Regions from separate parts of the Gossypium hirsutum genome. Here region 2 is linked to region 1. The links are chromatin contacts, called in public Hi-C maps. All regions are on one chromosome and are shown on one strand. The core of a region is the stretch at or near the end of the contact, and the rest is flanking DNA. Distances in the headings are between cores, read along the strand shown.

Region 1 (6,017 bases), core at 2,743-5,242:
AGGACATCAATTTTAACCATTTACATTTCACCACAAACATACCAAAAATGACCATATATTACAAGTATTTAAAAGAGACCAAAAGACTTAAACTTGTTTAAGCATTATAAGTCTAACATACAAAAAACATAATCCAAAAACATATTCAGAGACATTCATTATAAAAAGGTCATATACATGCCATTTATAACCTTAGCTAAAATAATTCAAAAACTACTGAAGTAATTGTTGGATAGTATGATAGATCTTCGACAAGCTTCCAACCGATCGAGCTTCCGATAATCTACGAAACAAATAAAAATAACTACGTAAGCAACTAGTGCATAGTAAGCTCGTATAAATTCAAACATAACTTACCATTCTTAAGCTCAATTTCTAAAATATGCACAACATCTTTACCATACTCATAAGCTTAATACAATCCTATAAGCATCACCAAGCTCACAAATTAGTAGGCTCATGTATAATACATATAGAAAATCAACCATTTCACAAATGAATCTTCATGAACATAACATTCATCACATAATCATTTAATTCCTTTCAATTCATTTGCATTCATCTAAATTTACCATTAACAAGTTTAGGAGCAATTATCCATTTTACCACATGCCTTGCCAATTATCTTTACTTACTCGTTGAACCATCTAGAATTACATTGGATACCTGGGAATGCTCACACATAGTGTGTCTTTCCATATAACCATAACCTTTCCTTTTCAATAGTGCTCACACGAGCTGTGAAATGAGTCTACTTCCATGAGCTGTGGGTCGAAATGTTAGCTACACGATGTTGCTCACACGAGCTGTGGAGAATCCAAAATAAATGCAGGACCTCAGCCATTGACAGGACATTCAAGACTAGCACCCAAAACATGAAATCCCTAATGACATGTCATTTGTATCCTAAGAATCCTTAAGGTTCAAACGAGACTATTTATCCGTCAATTACTCAAAATGTTGATATATGTATATATTTTGAGTTTGTTTATAACTAACATAATATAACAGATAATCAATCAAACTATATTTAGTAAGATTATAATTCATACGAACTTACCTCGGTAACTATAATCGTAGAAGTAGACTTGGAGACTAATCCAAAGCTTTTGCCTTTCCTCGATTTAAGTTCGGTTGTTGTTTATCTTGATCTAAATAAATAGTTTCATTCAATTAAGTACTTCAATTAACCTCAAGCATTCAATTCAATCTATAATTCATATTATCATGAATTACAAAATTACCCCTCCTATTTTAACTTTTTCACAATTTAGTCCTTAAGCTCATAACTTGAAATTTAACTATTTTAATCCTCAATACATGTTAGCCAAACTTCTTAGGGACCCATATCAACCCACTAAAATCACCATTTCATAATGTTACCTTGAAATTTTTACTATTTTCATGAATAAGTCCTTAAACCCTAAATTCACTAAAAATCACCTAGCAAAATAAGCTTACTCAAGAATCAACCTTAACATTCTATCAATCAACTTCAAAAACTCATCAATTTCATTCATAGGATATCCCTCAACCTTTAACAATTTTGCAAATTAACCCCTGGGCTAAGTAAATTAAGTTAAAACGAACTCGTAAACGTAAAAATTATTAAAACAAAATCAAAATCACATACCATGCGTCAAAAGAAGCTTGGCCGAATATTTCTTAACTCAACAATAGGGTTTCGACAATAACAAAGTGAAAATGAGAAAAAAATGATAGCTAATTCTTTCTTGTTTAAGCATTTATTTATTAAATTACTAATTTATCCTTATAATATAAACTTATAAAATAACTAAATCATGCCCATCATTGTGCACCATATTTATATATGGCATAATGACTAAATAATTCCATTAACTCACCTTGTTAAAGCTATTTAATCCACTTAACTAATAGAATTCAACTTTTGCATCTTTTTCAATTTAGTTGTTTTTACCTAATTAACCATTCTAACCTCAAAATTTCATAACAAAAATTTAATATAACCTTAAAATAACTCTATAGACATTAAATAAATATTAAAATAATAACTCACTTGTCGAAGTCGTGGTCACGAAACCACTATTTCTGACACCACTAAAATTGGGTTGTTACAATATTAATAAATAATATTTATGTACTCACTCGCCGAAATTGTGACCCCAAAACTATTGCTTTCAACACCACTAAAAAATAGACTTTTACATTTCTTCTCTTTCTCTTAATCATTTGTAATAAAATCTTAATTCTTTTTTTCTCTTTCTCCTCCAAGACTACTATTGATGCTCTTTTCATGAAATCAAGGTGGCTAACAAGCTTCTATAATGATTTTAATAAAGATTCATGAAAGAAATTGAAGGAATTAAGCTTAGAAAGCCTTGAAAATGGTGGAAATGATCTATTTGTAATGAAAGTAAAAAATTGAAAGGATGGAGAAATGATGATGGCGTGGGAGGTTAGGGAAATATGAATGAATTCTTCATCTTTCTCAACTTTTCTATCAAAAATATCTAATTAATTTAGTAATTAAAATGATAATTATTAAAATTGTCTACCAATCACATTTTTACACAATTTGATCTTTAATCATTACATTTTTCATAATTATCCGATTTGAGTAATTACCTTTAACCCTCCAAATTTATCTATAATACTATCCATGAATCATATTTTATTTTGGTAAATTTTCACTTCTAGCCCTTCCTTATTTTTCCTTCAATTCAATGCAATCACTTCAAATTTTTAATTTTCTTATTTTTACCCCAATACTTTTTATTCTCTTACAATTTAGTTAATACCCTAGATTTATTTCCCTTATTTCTAGAGTATTTTTAATTTCCTATTGAATCTAACTATTTTCTATACTAACATTCATAATTTCCTATTTTATCTACTTTTAAAATTCTTAAATATAATAAATTAGAGACATTACAGATTTCCACAATCACCTATAATGTTTATAACATTAAAGTAAATTTAAACTTAAATATTTTATGAATTTTTAGTTAAAAGTATTGAATAAGATAATGAAAATAAATAAATAAGGAAAAAGATGGTTTCAAAAGTGTATTTTAAAAGATTACTTTCTCACTTTTAATGAAAAGAATTATGTTCAAACATATGGGAAGTAATTCTGGACAGAAATTTACTTTTCTAAAAATATGACATTTTTATCATAGTAAACATAGAAATCACCCATTGATTAAGTTGTTTGAAGATAATCACTTTTAGTTATATAAGTTCTCTCTAATATGGATGACATTTGAGAAAAGCAGTGATTAAAACTTCCATCATGTCTTTTGATTGGAGTAAGATACGTAATAGGGCTTATGGGCTTTACCTCCTTAAATTTTTTGAAAATTTTAATTATACTTTTAAAATTTTAGTTAGGGTTCAAAATTTTAAAATTATTTATTAAAATTTAAAAACAATTAAAAAATTGAATTTGAATTAAATTTTTTTTAACTTTCATAAATCTCTAAAATTTTTAAAATTTTTAATTAAAACTATAAAAAATTTTAAAAGTTATCATTAAAACCTTCAAAAATTTTAATTAAAATTTCAAACTTAACACCAAGATATAGCTTGAATTCTTTTTATCCCTACCTCCAATATGGTATTCTAATATCATTATATAAAGCTAGCCGTACACAAATTACAAGCTAATCATTCCCCACTATATAGTTAGTGGGGATGTATTTTATGGGTCGGCACCGCAACCATCTTCGCATGATAGCGTTCAAACTTGAGACTAGAAGGATTCGCACTACTGTCAGTGCTATCAGTCTCACCCACCAGAAACTTTGGTTCAATCGGATTCCAGAAAATCGTCCACATCACTTCCCCCTAATTGCTACAGTATACACGTTAGGATTTATGTAGTAAAAAAAATATTAAATTTATAATTATGATAAACATGAAACTATTAGAATCACATCCGAGATAAAATCCATGCTAAAATCACATCTACTGCAAAGTGCAAACTTCATTATAAATAGCTACTCAGTTAGCGGTATGCCTCCATTCTTCCTCTCGCCTACAAATCCATCATCTATTTTTTCCAAGCTTGTTCGATTATTCTTGCTAATCCAGGGCTGGGTGCCTGAAAACAATGGCTGAATTTTGGAAGTGTTTATTACTTGTTGCATTGCTAGTCTCAACCTGTGCCACTGTTTCTGAAAGCCGAGTGGCAAGGAAAGACCTGGGTATAGACCTGGGAGGAATTGGGGTTGGTTTGGGTATTGGGCTTGGTCTTGGGCTTGGTGGAAATGGTTCAGGCTCTGGAGCTGGTGCTGGTGCTGGCTCTGGTTCTGGTTCTCGGTCCAGTTCTAGTTCTAGCTCATCTTCTTCATCAAGTTCTTCGGGTTCAGGCTCTGGGGCAGGGTCAGAAGCAGGTTCATCAGCCGGGTCGAGAGCTGGGTCGAGAGCTGGGTCAGGTGGAAGAGGCTAGATTCTAGATCCACAAATGGAAGATCTGGAAACAAAAAATAAATAATAATAACGACAATAATAATCAGCACGAAAGCCTGCAAAGGTTTTCAGTCCTCAACGTTTTTATATAAATGGTTAATTTATTTTCTGTGTGCTTTTGTCAGAGTGTTTTGTCAAAAACCTTCAAGTGCTACTGAAAAGAAAAAACTACAGTTTATATTATCAAAATTAATTGTCTATATGGGGAAAAACTCAATAAACATTCGAAGTCTATCACTGAATGACAAAACGTTGAACATATAAGCAGCATTCAAAATCCCTCTGTTTGAAAGGAAAAATAAGGAAATTTTCACTTAAAATCTTTTTTTAATTTTATTATTTTTATTTTTGGTATAATTGTTGCTTGAATAGGAAGACTGGAGAATCGGTATGTATTAGTTAAACTGGACAAAAAACCAATTGAATTGGATGATTGAGTCAAAATTTATTGAATTTTTAATAATTTATTTTATCAAATCAAATAGATTAGTTAAACTGGTCGAATCAATAGCCTAACAGATTTCATCACCGGTCCCATCTTAAAAACGTTGAGTTCACAAGTGTACTCATCTATTTTACGAGGTAAGCCTAGTCCTATTCGAATCAAGATAGTATTTAGATAAAATCATTCCAATAATAAGAATTTTAAAATTCAAACTTTGTCCAAGTATCTAGAGAAAAAAATCCACTTTCACTTTTTTCAAGTTTTTGTTGGTTAGATAAAATCTCTTTAGTTCTAACTAGAGAAGCTTATTTTCTTGTTAATAATTGAATTTTGTAAGAAATATTGAAAAAGTAATGTTCTAAATATCGAATGAGTCCTTAAAAATGGTCCAAGACTGCTATTAGAAATAGGCAAATTAAGAGATGGCTTAAATGACATTATTTTAAAACGAATTCTATCCATGCCTTGAAGAAATCCTATTAACACACGTTAAATTAAATAATTATATAATTGCAACATTGAATTATCATTTCATTTCACACTCGAACGGTAAAATAATCAGATCATATAAAAGGTTCAGTAGATGGATGAAGGAACCAAAACATAGAATAAGCCTAGATTGATCTAGAAAAATATAAACAAAAAACATGATCCAAATACCGATAGAAGACATGCCCCTTCTCAAACAAAGGCAAAGTATGCAATAGTGAACAACCACCTCACGGCAAAGTGATTAAACATGTTTTCTATAGCTGTATAATCAACGATCCAAATAAACTTTATAAGTTCATTTACATTCATCACTCATGCGATTGCAATTATGTGGAATGGATCGTGTGCACATCACTTCCACCCTCACTTTCAATTCTTTATTAGACATTGTTGTTCGGATGTTATGCTGGACCTTAGCGTCATAAACAATTCGAAAATTAAAAATTAACAAATAAAAATTAAAAATAAAAGAAATAAAAATATTGTATCTATAGTCTTTAACATTCTTATTTATCTTATTATTCGTAAAGATATTTCCTAGATCTAATGTCGAAACCTCCCTGGCAATGGCGCTAACAACTTGACCGCCTATAAACGTGTTATCGTTTATAGTATAAATATCACACTA
Region 2 (5,978 bases), core at 822-3,321, 210 kb after region 1:
GAACCCACGCTCCATCTGTAGAGCAATCAGAACCCTCAAACTGTCCCTTAAACTAACCTCAAAATGGACACATTTCTCATACTCAGACGCCACCATGCCTCGAGCATAGCAACTCAACCTCAGAAACTCGACCTCATACTCGACCACAAATTTATAGCCTTGCGTGAGATTCATGAACTCACGCCTACGAGCATCAACATAGCTCGCCCCACCATACTTCTCTTAGAAGGCAGTCTTAAAATAGTCCCAGTTTAAATGATCCGGTTGGGTGCCCTCCTCAACTGACAACCACCACTGATATGCCTTATTGCGAAGCAAAGAGACTACACTCTTTAGTTTTTACTCAGGAGTACAATCGATGTTGTTCATAATCCACTCAGTGGCCTCCAACCAATGCTCGACCATAGTAGGGGTAACTCTAGTGACACGCTTGGTAATAAGCCAGGGGAGAAAGGGAGCGACTACAGGTCATAGTTTAAGTATAATGTCTGTTGGGCTAAGGAGTAGGAGGCTAAGGATATTATTACTCGCATTTGGACTGACAAGAATACCGATATTTTGAACAAGATGAATAATAGCCGAATGAGGCTGTCGATCTGTATTTTGTTCCGGGGTGTATTACCGAAAACATGAATAGTTATTTAAACAGTGAGTTTACCGATGATGAAATTATGGCGACCGTCAAGCAAATGGATCCCCGAAAAGCCCTGAGGATTGATGGGTTGTCTAGGAGCTTCTTCAAAGAGCATTGGTTGACTGTGGGTTGTGATGTTTTAAGGATGTGTCGGGATATCCTAAAAGGAAATAAGAACATAGAGTGCATTAATGATACTTTACTAGTCATGATCCCTAAGATTAAGAACCCCTGTGAGATGACAAACTTTTTCCCGATAAGCTTGTGTAGGGTCATCTATAAGATCATCTCCAAAACCTTGGCTAATCGGCTAAAAAATGTGCTTCCCCATTGTATCATCCAAAATCAAAGCGCCTTCGCTCCCGGCCGGATGATCCACGACAACGTCCTTGTTGCTCATTAACTTATGCACTACCTTCGTAGCTCTAAAAATGGCCCTAACAAGGGTTGTGTGATCAAGCTCGATATGAGCAAAGCATATGACCAGGTGGAATGGAGCTTCTTTGAAAACGTGATGATAAAAATGGGCTTCTCTAGAGATTGGGTTAAAAAATCATGAATTGTGTTTGTACGGTTCGGTATTGAGTCAAATGCAATATGAACCTTACTGATATCATTATTCCGAAAAGGGGTCTTCGCGAAGGGGACCCCCTATCCCCTTACTTATTTCTTCTCTGTATGGATGTCTTTTCTCGCATGCTGCTTAATGCCCAAGGGAACAATAAAATTAAGGGTATCCATGCGAGTGAGGATGGCCCTAGAATTAACCACCTTTTCTTTACTGATGATTTTCTCTTGTTTGTCAGAAACCAATGCAATGAAGTGGAAGCTTTCATGAGAATCTTGGACAATTTTACAAGGATGTCGGGCCAGAGCATTAATCTGGAAAAGTCAATGGTGTATTTTAGCCCCAACACTACAGTGCCTCAATGTGTGACTTTTGGGGGATTACTAAAAATGAAAGTGGTGGACAAACTCGATGGCTACCTTGGCCTTCCCATCCTAGTTGCTAAAAAAGATCAAGCATTTTTCAGAATATTCTGGATCGTATAGCGAGCAAAATCAACAGCGGGTCGAAACGCCTATTGTCAAATGGAGGCAAGGATATTTTTATTAATTCTATTATCCAAGCGATTCCTACTTATGCTTTTTTGGTCTTTATGGCTCCTAAGGGGGTACTTGAGGAGATTCAATCCATGACAAGTCGTGTTTGGTGAGGGGAGGTGGGAAGAGAAAAAGGGGCTAGAACATGCTGTCTTGTGATTGGTTGTGTTACTCGAAAGGTATGGGTGGCCTTGGCTTTAGGGAGTTCCAGCTATTCCACGTTGCTCTTTTTGGCAGACAGGTGTGGCGTCTCATCAACTGTAGGGATACACTGTGCTATAAAGTCTTAAGTGCAAAGTAATTTCCTGATGGTGATGTCTTCCACCCTAAAAGTAAGGACAAGCCTTCATACACGTGGCAGAGTATAGCTAAGGCTGCTAAGGCCTTTATGAGGGCTTTGGTTGGACTGTTGCTAACAACAAAAGTATTAAAGTGTGGCACGATAACTAGGGTTTTGAAGGCCTGTCGGGTAATTCCATTTGCCTTGACAAAAGGCTGGTCAAAGAGGAAAATGTTTGTGATTTCTTCAACGAAAGCAAGGATGGCTGGGACAAGAAAATGGTCTTGGATATCTATGGTGAAAATTTGAGGGACCAAATTTGCAATATTCCCATCCTTCATAATGGTCCTGAAGACTGACGTACTTGGTTCCATAACCCTCATGGTGCGTTTTCTTCAAAGTCTGCTTACTCGTGGCTGATTCTTAAACAGGTAGGATTCGACCCACATAGGATCTTCTGGAGAATCATTTGGAAATTAAAGACCCTACCGAAAATCTGTATTTTTTGTTGGACACTAGGCCATAATATTTTCCTTACGTACAACAAAATCTCTAGCTTCCGTAGCAGTTTTAACGATACCTGTCTGAGATGCGGCAAAGATAGGGAAACCCTTATTCACGTGATGAAAGACTGTCTGAAGGCTCGTCAAGTGCTTGAGTATGGTGGGCTAAATAATAAGTTTCTGGTCAGGAATTACTCTCGGTGCATTGATTGGATTGAAGATGTGGCAAGAGGGTTGGATAATAAGGCGGTCTCAGACTTCATCTATGTCCTCTAGAATGTTTGGAATAGCAGAAATAATCGTATCTTTAAGGGGGTTGAGGAAGGTGCAAAAGTGACCTGGGAGAGAGCGGCGGCTTTGAGTAGGGATTTTCGAATTTTTAATCTGCTCGAGGACCTGTTGTTACCAAGGAAAGTATGGCAGAAACTGCCTCAGGGGTGGTTAAGATTAACTTTGATGCCTCTGTTCATGGCAAGAAAGCATGCTACGAGCTGGTTGCATGGAATTCTGATGGCTTTGTTCGAGGTAGGCGGGTGGGGTGAATAAGGAGATACAAATTGAATGGGCCGAATTGCAGACTATGGAAGAAAGCATAAACGTTGCCCGGTCAAATAATTGGAATTATTTGGCGCTAGAGTCAGACTGTGCCAGCCTTGTTAATCGCTTCAACAAAAGGAACTTTTATTTGACTATGTTGGGCCATTGCATGCAGGAGATCCAGAGGCAAATCCAATCTTTTAATTATTTCAATTTTAACTGGGCTCCACACTACTATAATAAAGTAGTAGATTATCATTGTAGTTGGGCCAAAACAAATTATTGAACCAAGGATTTTAAAATGGATTATCCGTCGAAAATTCATGAGATTGTTTTAAATGATGCTATAAATTGAGGTTGACCCTCGGGTCTTTTTTATCAAAAAAAATGTATGTGTAAATGGCCTAGACGGATATATGTCATTATAATTGAAATGTGCCCTAGTAAACTTAGTGAAATGTTAGGATATGGTTGACATGCTAATTTAGGGCTATAGCGTGTTGGAGTTATGCTGGAGGTTTTGCACTTATACGCCATTTATATTGCCTTCTGGCCTTGCAATTATGTGCATCTTGGTGTGGTGTAGCTTATGCTCTTATGAGCTCTTTGGTATGGTGGAGTGATGTTCTACGCTATTTTACAGTTTAGCACTTCGGTGCTCATTGGTGTGGTCGAGGAGTCCCGTTTATCCAAGTCAATTTTACTAGAGTTCACTATGGGAGAAAATGGATCAAATGTTGATAATAAAATTTAAATGTGACTATAGATGATTAAAAGCAAGACTAAGGGTCATGAACAAAATGTCTTCTAACTGCAATGGATGAAAATAGGGTAAATAAACAAATAAGCAAATGAGAATTTAAACTAATAAGGTACTATAAAAGTGTATGTCCTAGTTAAGGAAATGAAAATGAAATGGATGGCTCCAATATAAAATAAGCACAATAAATGAGAAATAAATGTATATTCATGTTTTGAAAAGCTAAGAAACAACAGTTTAAAGAAGTATAAGGGAGAGTAATCCCCATACGAACATTTCATAAGCTATTTCTAATGAATCATTAAAATGCAAGTTGAGCCCCATAATTCGATTAATTTAAATGAATTGATTAGTGACACTACAATTTAGCTTAAATGAATCTTAATGACATGCTTAAAAGGGCTCAACATTCATAAGGAATAGTACAAGTAGGCTTCCCTTGGCTACTTACTGGGCTTTTAAAGATCATGTGTTAGTTGTTTAAAATGCATACCTAAAAGACCTCGTACAAGAAGCTTGAAGCTTCATTCATGACCATCGCATCACCCAATTAAGTTTTTAAGGTTATTATTTAATTATTAAATGATATTTGTATAGGTTATTAGCATGTACATAGATACTTAGACTATCATAAGTGTTTATAAGTGTTTGGATTTGTAAAATAAAATGTTATTGTAACCTCTTTAAAAGGTTAAGACAAGTTTTTGAATTATAAATTGGTTTGAACATGTTTATCACTTGGAATTATGTTTAAATATGATTTAGAAATGTTTTTAAATACTTTCGAACCATGAAATATGATTTGATGTTATTTTAGGATGTTTTAGAGTATTTTTGAAGTGTTTTGGGGACACTCAGTGAGTGACATCACGACTATGAAGGCCCAATGTGTAACACCTTACCCGACCCGATCGCCAGGTTGGGGTAACAGATGCTACATTAACCTGAATGACTTAATCGATTCTTTTGTTTCTGATTTAATTACACACTTTCAGAACTTAAAGTTTGAAAATCTAACTACTATTAAAAACTCGTACAAACTGGTGAATAATTTTTACAACCTTGGTTCCAATGTCTATTTACAATTTTTAGGTTAAGATTCGAAAATGAATATTGTAACACCCTATACCCGGCCTAGCCGTCAAGCTGGAATATCAAGATGCCATACTACCGTCTCATGTCATCCTCATAGTAAATTGTCACATTATTAAGAAATCATCCTCTTTATCGGTGATCTTATAAATTTTTAGTCAAACATATATCAATCATCGTTTGAACCTACAAAACATACTTTAAATAAACTTATAGTAATAATTGAACATGCATTAGGATAATTTAGCAAAATTTCAAATACAATCACGTAGGTATCGATACTAGAACATGGGTATGATATTTTCCTTGCACGATATTGATACAGTATGGAAAATCAGTACCAAATCAACATTTTGTTTCTCGCCTAAAATCAAAACACAATAAAATATCAGTACAATTGAAAAAGTATTGATAAAACTACCTCGAGATAGGGTATCGATACCAATTTACGATTCTGACTTTCTGCACATTTCAAAATCACAGAGGTATCATTTTCACAACAAGAATATCGATACCTCTACTTCAGACCAGAAAAATGCAACATTTTTAAGCATATAAGTCATTCCAACTTGTACCAATTCATCATGCTATCATATTATCATCAAATAAACATCAAAAAGGTCATAATAACAGTCTCAAACATCGAAAGTAAGTTCGAGCTATAATCAACATAATGTGAAATGTATCTCATAAACTTAGGAGCATATAGTCTATGGAAGCATCCAAAACATCATGACAAATATCAGTAAAAGTCGACCACATTGCCTTATTCCCAAAACATAAACAAATAACAATAACACCTATGAAATCAGGGAAATGGACTTGCTTGGAATCACCCCTCAAAACCACATCGCTCACACTGACAATTAACTACTCTACAAGGGTTTAAAAGGAGTGAGCTTAACAAGCTCAGTGAATGCCTAGAACAACTACCATACAAACAATTCATCAAGCATTAACGAAACAATCGTATATTACAACCTCAATAGTTCCAACTCTAATGTCATATTATACTTACTTGTGTATTATTTACTAGCTCATTTACATGGTAATCATATTCACTTTTAA

What was found. Hi-C and Micro-C count contacts between places; a contact is called where the count stands out from the background.
Region 2: a Hi-C map of leaf shows a contact between it and region 1, with 3 times the contacts expected there. The contact joins the enhancer-like site here to the promoter of LOC107899735 in region 1. A contact is called at or near these places in 3 of 34 Hi-C or Micro-C datasets (hypocotyl and leaf).

What each region holds. Positions count from the first base shown.
Region 1 is chrD04:21,389,417-21,395,433 of Gossypium_hirsutum_v2.1, forward strand. LOC107899735 (GPI-anchored hemophore cfmA) reads left to right here and starts at 3,993. Exons shown (of 1, transcript XM_016825520.2): 1 at 3,993-4,641. The coding sequence starts at 4,094. The coding sequence ends at 4,432.
Region 2 is chrD04:21,602,675-21,608,652 of Gossypium_hirsutum_v2.1, forward strand. No RefSeq gene overlaps it. Among protein-coding and RNA genes, the nearest start is that of LOC107899686, 21 kb to the right of the region's middle. Within about 2 kb of position 2,072, at least 3 of the 9 cell types and tissues checked have an H3K27ac peak or open chromatin away from gene starts, as enhancers often do. A contact at or near this core is called in hypocotyl and leaf, where this site is marked.